2 separate regions of the Sus scrofa genome follow, and region 2 is linked to region 1. Evidence: chromatin contacts called from public Hi-C data. All regions are on one chromosome and are shown on one strand. The core of a region is the stretch at or near the end of the contact, and the rest is flanking DNA. Distances in the headings are between cores, read along the strand shown.

What was found. A called contact is a pair of places that touch in the nucleus more often than the background predicts.
Region 2: a contact with region 1 is called in a Hi-C map of liver, with 5 times the contacts expected there. The contact joins the promoter of SEMA5B here to the promoter of SEC22A in region 1. A contact is called at or near these places in 4 of 47 Hi-C or Micro-C datasets (embryonic fibroblasts, fetal heart ventricle, liver and 1 more).

What each region holds. Positions count from the first base shown.
Region 1 is chr13:137,248,894-137,252,329 of Sscrofa11.1, reverse strand. It overlaps SEC22A (vesicle-trafficking protein SEC22a), which reads left to right and starts at 1,632. Exons shown (of 7, transcript XM_021070245.1): 1 at 1,632-1,823.
Region 2 is chr13:137,442,247-137,445,682 of Sscrofa11.1, reverse strand. It overlaps SEMA5B (semaphorin-5B), which reads right to left and starts at 1,701. Exons shown (of 22, transcript XM_021070255.1): 1 at 1,492-1,701.

The DNA of each region.
Region 1 (3,436 bases), core at 383-2,882:
TGCATGTAGTTGTTGATTGTTCATTCTCTTTTCTCTATACTATTCAGCTATGTGGATATTCTAAAATTTATTTATCCTAAGAACATTCTTATATATTCTTTTTTTTTTTTTTTGCTTTTTATATGGAGGTTCCCAGGCTAGGGGTCGAATCAGAGCTGTAGCCCCTGGCCTACACCACAGCCACAGCAACTCAGGATCTGAGCCTCATTCACAGCCCATGCAACGCTGGATCCTTAACCCACTGAACGAGGTCAGGGATCAAACCTGCATCCTCATTGATACCAGTCAGATTCGTTTCCACTGCACTACAATAGGAACTCTCTGAACATTCTTATATATTCTTTTGATGAACATATGAGTACATTTCTGTTGCATATAGAGCTAGTGGTGGAATTGCTAGGTTGATCTACCCAATAATCACTGAAGTTATATAAGTAGTCCAGACATTTCTTCTGAACACCAGACACATATCCAAATCTGTCTGACATCTCCATTTATGAGCATCTCAAACTTCACATATCCAAAACTATTTGCTCCTCCTTCTATGTTCCCTGAATCAGTAAATGGCTTTTTAATTTATCTAGTTACTTATAGAGTCATCCTTAATGCTCTTCTTTTCTTTATCCTTCCCTGCAAACCAATCCATTATTAAATCTCTTGGGTTCCACCTCTAATTTATACATGTCTCAAAATTATCCAATTCTTTCTGTCTATACTGCCATCACCCTAGTTTAAGCTATGATCATCTCTGGCCTTGACTAATATAACTGCATTAGAAATGAACTTCTAGCAACCCCCTTTGCCCTCTTCCAAACTGTTCCCCATAAACAGTGTAAGTGAGCTTTTAAATATGTAAATCATATCCCACTTAACACTCTCTTGGCTGCCCATTGACCTTAGGATATGTTCCAAAATACAGTCTAAAATCTATAATGTGGCCAATAAGAGCCCGCATGGTTTGGCCTCTGCCTCAACTCGGCTCAGGTTTACACCCTACACCTCAAACATACTGACTTCCTTTCAGTTCCTGGAACACATCAAGGTCTTTCCTGCCGCAACAGCCTCAAACATAATGTTCCCCACCTGCAACACTCTTTAAGGCTCTTTCATATGCCCGGAAGCTTAAAAGGCACTTCTTCAAAGCGCTCTTCCCTGACAATCCTGATTAATCTATCACCGCTCCCACTAATTTTCCTTCGTAGAACTGATTACAATTTATAATTACGGAAAGATTTGTGCTTTAACATCTCTTGCTCCTATCACACTTTAGATTCCATCGTGTTAAGTTCACTTCTGGAACGCAATGCTTAATACCGCGCTCGGCACGTGGTACGCAGTGCTTGTTTAATAATGCATGACTGATGCAAAAGTTAGAAGGGGCCGCAGAAACAGTATCTGGCACTTCTTTGCCAAGGTTAGGTTCCTGCTCCTGTGTGGCGTTTTTATTCACTCACAGGGGGATTTCGCTGCTGTTCCTTCGGTGTTTGCTGTAGGGCCGCGTGAAAAACGAATTGCCTGCAGATACAGGTAGCAGGTGGGAGAGATCAGCCTTACTCGTGAGGGACAGCCTAATCTAAATTGAGTTTACGCTCCTTAGGCGCAGGAGCTTGAAAAGCTGCCAATCTGCCCTGGAGGGGGCGGGTCAGTGTGTCCTTGCCCCAGAACCTGATTGGCCTGGGCAAGCTCAAGGAACGAAGGCGGGGCTTGATCTCGCCGGGCGCCAGCCACGTTGCACGCGGGACTGCCCCGCGGAAAGGCCACTCCCCGGCCCCACAATGCAGTGCGGGTCGCGTCACTCGGAGCGGCGGGTCCCGGCTCGACAGGTACTGCCGTGCCCCTCCCAGTCCTTGTTTCTTCCTTCTCAGGGTCGCTCGAACCCCTGACGGCCCGCCGCCCCTTCGCTCTCCTCGTCGCCTGTCACAGCCCCGGCCCTCGCCCTCGGGAACACAGGCTTACTGACCCCCGGCGAGGACTAGGCTTGTGGAGTGTGGGCGGGAGCCAGGAGTCGTCCGAGCCGCAGAGCTTTGGAGGGTCGGGATCTCGGGACCTTCGTCCCCTGCAGCTTGAGGGATGCGTGGGCCCGCGTGGACGGCGGTTGCCCTTTGGCTGACCCGCGGGTGTATGGGGCAGCTTGGGCAGGGGGCCCGAGGAGGAGAGAAAGTCGCTATGGGCTGCCAGCTGTAGGGGGGCCGGGAGGTGGGCATTCAGAAACCCGGGGATCTTCCTGGGCTGTTTAGGTGACCCTGAGAGCTCGACATGACATTTCCTATTTCTTTTAGGCAAGGTGGAATTTGAACTCGTGGCTTACTTTCTTTACCTTTTGTGACATTGAATGAGCACTGAATCCAGAAATTTGGCCATGTTGGCTCATGGCAACTTTTAAGGCCCTGTTAATGGCACTTTGCGAAACGATGTGGCATAAAGGAGATCCGAGCAATTGCCTTGGCAGGTGGAAGAACCGAAATAGGAGGCTGAAACCCAGCCGGCGTTAATCTCTCTGCCAGTGAAAACAGCTTTGGCCTTTTCTCCTTCTTAGTTTCCTGGATCATCCACCTGGGGAAGTGGGAGAGCTTGAGAACCATTTCCTCCCATGCCTCTGCTGCAAAGGCAAAGCCCAGGGCTAAAGTGTCAGCCACCAGGCGGGAGATGTTGGGATCCCAGCTAACAGGTGGAACAGCCAATTTTTTGTTTTGTTTTGTTTTAAACTCTCTGAATCACATTTCAGGTTACTTGCATTTGCTTACTGCTAAGATATTAAAGAATGAGCCTATATTGAAAACAATATCTGCAGTTTCTGGGTTGTAGCTGAGTGTTTGAATCTGACATCTGTGACCATGCACTAACTTAAGGGACATCTGAGCATTTCCTGTGTTGAGAACCATGATGTTGGTTTATTGCTTTGTATGTGTTTGTGTGCATGAGTGAGTCTTTAAAAATCTAAGTATATTTTGTACTGATGTATGAACGGAGCCTAGGGGGTGACTGTGATCTTTCTGTCTATGTGTTGGAAGCCTGAATATGTTGAGAGGTAGGTAATCCCTCTAGGGTAGAGTTATGCATGAGTTTAAATATGTCACTTGCTAGTTTAGGGGTTGAATAAAATATTTTTCTACGTTTGAATATCCTCAGGTAAAATCAAACTGGTAATGTAGCTTATTGAAAAGCTTAAATGAAGTAACGTGTATGAAGTGTCTGTTAAATAGAGGGCAGTCAATACATAATAATAGAAAACACTTAATATTGCACTTTAAGTCAAAAAGGTGATGTTTCGGGTTTCTTATGTGTTCCTATGAAGTATATACCATTAATATCTTTAAAATAACACTGTGAGATAGATACTTTTGATAGCCACAATTGATAGATTGGAGTATTAAAGATAAAAAGACAAAGCCTGCCCAGTTTGGAACCAGTTTTCCAACCCAGGCAATCTGATTTC
Region 2 (3,436 bases), core at 452-2,951, 190 kb before region 1:
AACCAGAAAAGGGCCTGTGTCTTCGGAGGCATTTTCCCTTCCAGGACCTGACTTTGTACTGATTCACTCCAAAGGCCAAGAAAATACACATCAGGTGGAGGGGGGATGGGGGAGACTGGAAAAAAAACCTGAGCCCACACCATTGCATTTCTCTAAATATCATGTCTCCTCCCTTCACTGATCTGGGGAGAGTTCTGGTCACTGAACCTCTGAAGGGATGTTCTGACCGACACTGAAGGAATAGAGACAGAAAAATCAAGGGCTGCGAGGGGAAGACAGGCCATAAAGGTTAGGATTCTCCAGACTGGAAAAGGATGCGATGGAAAGCAGTACACTCATCAATAACCAGGAGAGGGTGAACCAGGACTCATTCAACCCAGACACTTGCCTGAGGGGGAGATGAACGAGGAACACTTAGAACAAAGAAAAGAAATGGGTAATAAACTCGTGAAACACGTTACTCCCAGATGTAGTACATGAGGGAAATGGAGATGAATCCACCAAGGGTCTGGACAAACTATGTCAGAAATGTAAATGGACATTACATTTACACTGGCTCAGTGGTTAACCAGCCCGACTAGGCTCCATGAGGACGCGGGTTCGATCCCTGGCCTTGCTACGTGGGTTAATGATCTGGTGGTGTCGTGAGCTGGGGTGTAGGTTGCACACGTGGCTTGGATCTGGCGTGGCTGTGGCTATGGTGTAGGCCGGCAGCTGCAGCTCCAATTCGACCCCTAGCCTGGGAACCTCCATATGCTGTGCATATGGCCCTAACAAAAAAAACCAAAAAAACCAGAAATGTACATGGTTGCCCCTGGGGAACTGTCATATGCGCACCTTGAAAGTCAGCCTTGGTGAAGGCGGTGGGCACAGTCTTTCCAACAAGGGACTGGGGAGATGGCGCTTCTGCACATTCCTATTTTCTTAGTGCCCCTAGGGAGGGATTTGGCTAAGGGTCAGGAATGCATGTGAGCGTGCTATGTTCAGGGACAGGGGAAAAAACTGGCTTGGCTGGAGTCAACAGGCCATGCCAGGAAGTGAAGGGGCTTTGTCTGGATATGCATGGCCGGGTTGGATTATCAAGGGTACTCAGAACCATTGCTGAGGGGCTGAAATTCGTCCAAAAATCACAGAATGTTGTAGCTTTTCTAGCTGAAGCCCTTCTTTTTGTCTTTCTTTCTTTCTTTTTTCTTCCTTTTTTTTTTTTTTTTAAGGGCCAAACCAGCAGCGTGTGGAGGTTCCCAGGCTAGGGGTCCAACCGGAGCTGTAGCCACTGGTCTACACCAGAGCCACAGCAACGCGGATCCAAGCTATGTCTGCGACCTACACATAGCTCACAGCAATGCTGGATCCTTAACCCACTGAGTGAGGCCAGGGATCGAACCTACAACCTCATGGTTCCTAGTCGGATTCCACTGCACCACTGCACCACAAAGGGAACTCCAAAGTCCTTCTTTTAAAGGATGAAAAATTCAAGATAAATTAACTCACCCGAGATCCTGTAATGCATTCACAGCAGGGCAGAGGTGGGAATCCTGAGGTTTTGCACTACGCCACGCAGAGGATAGGGTCTGAAAGGACTTTGGAGAAAGACTATTCCTAAATCAACAACCTCGAGCAAGTGTCTTAACTCCTTGGAGCTGCTGTGGAATGACTTGGCATAAGCCTCTCCAGGCCACATTAGCCTGGGGGTAGAAATAGAGACTTGGCAGAAGTCACAAGCTGTATTTCACGTGCTCCGTGTCCATTAGTTCTGTGGGAATTTAGCTTTCCCCAGAGTCCTCCCAGTTGGACCTTGCACCCCAGCACGGATCTCAGCCAAGACCAGGACCCAAGTCCTGCCCTTGTTTATCCCTCCTTCTCGCTTTAGCTCTTTGGGTTAATGTCCTCAGCCTCTCCCAATGTCCCCTTTGAGAGCCCTTCTGGTGTCCAACAATATCTCCAAGGCAAGTGTTCTGAGGTTTGTGTAGAAAACATTGTCTCCCAGGGTGCAGAAACCACGGGCCTCAGTTTTCTTGTTTTTCCTCTCACTGTCTTTTCTTGTTTCTTTTTTTCTTTCCCTCCTTTGGCTGAGGCAGGGGACTTGTGGAAGTTCCCATGCCAGGGAGCGAACCACAGCAGCGACGTGAACCTTTTCTGTGACAATGCCAGATCCTTAACCCGCTGTGCCACAAGAAAACTCCCCTGTTGTTTCTTTCTCTCTCTCTCTTTTTTTTTTTTTTTTTGTCTTTTGTCCTTTCTAGGGCTGCACCCACGACGTATAGAGGTTCCCAGGCTAGGGGCCTAATCAGAGCTGTAGCCACCGGCCTATGCCAGAGCCACAGCAACGCCAGATCTGAGCCACGTCTGAGACCTACACCACAGCTCACGGCAACGGCGGATCCTTAAGCCTCTGAGCGAGGCCAGACATCAAACCCAAACCTCATGGTTCCTGGTCGGATTCGTTTCAGTGGCACTGCCACAGGAACTCCCCTATGGATTCTTGAACAGGGAAGTGAAGTCATTTTTGTGTTTGTTTACTCTATGTCGAAGCTGTCCTGCCTTAGGACTGCAGTCCGGGTCAGAGAACAGGCTGAGTGGTATACTCGCTGCTGCACTCAGAATTGGCCCTCTCCTCTGAAACTGGTTCATTGCCCTCAGATTTCTCCCAGCAGTGTCCCTTGTGCTAACAGTGTTGGATACATTGCAAATAAATATTTGTTGTTGAACAATGGGCAGATTTCTCTCTTCCAGTGGATTCTTTCTTCAAACTCAGAAAACTTATTTTTTTTCCTCCAGAGTTCCTGTTGTGACTCAGTGGTAACACACCCAACTAGTATCCACGAGGACTCAGGTTCGACCCCTGGCCTTGCTCACTGGGTTAAGGATCTGGCACTGCCATGAAGTTATGGTGCAGGTTATAGCTGCTGCTCAGATCCTGCATTGCTGTGGCTGTGGTTTGACCAGCAGCTTCAGCTCCAATTGACCCTTAGTCTGGAAATTTCCACATGCCAAGGGTGCAGTCCTAAAAAAACAAAAGCAAAAAAACAAACCAAAAAAAAAAAAAAAAAAAAAAGGAAGCAAGGAAAGAAAAGAAAATTATTTTTTCCTCAGGAGGCTCAAACCAGTCCTTGCATCCTTGTCCTTATTATTCTCCCTATAGCTTCCAGATGGGCTTGTCTGAACCATAGGGTAAACATGGCTTAGGCTCCAACTAGGATCCTGTAAATCTAGGATGCAGGCAGTGAAATAATGTAAATAAACGGGTCCAGCATGGAGCCTGGGATATCACAGATTACTCAACACCATCATGCCTTTTCTTTCTCTTGCCTAACTAGGATCACTGGCTCAGAAGGGGGGAAACCATCAAAGACTTCACACAAAGAAATTGATTCGAAATGAAAGCAATTTGGAGTCAGGAAAATTATGGTGCAGCCACATCTGGCATAATGTGGGT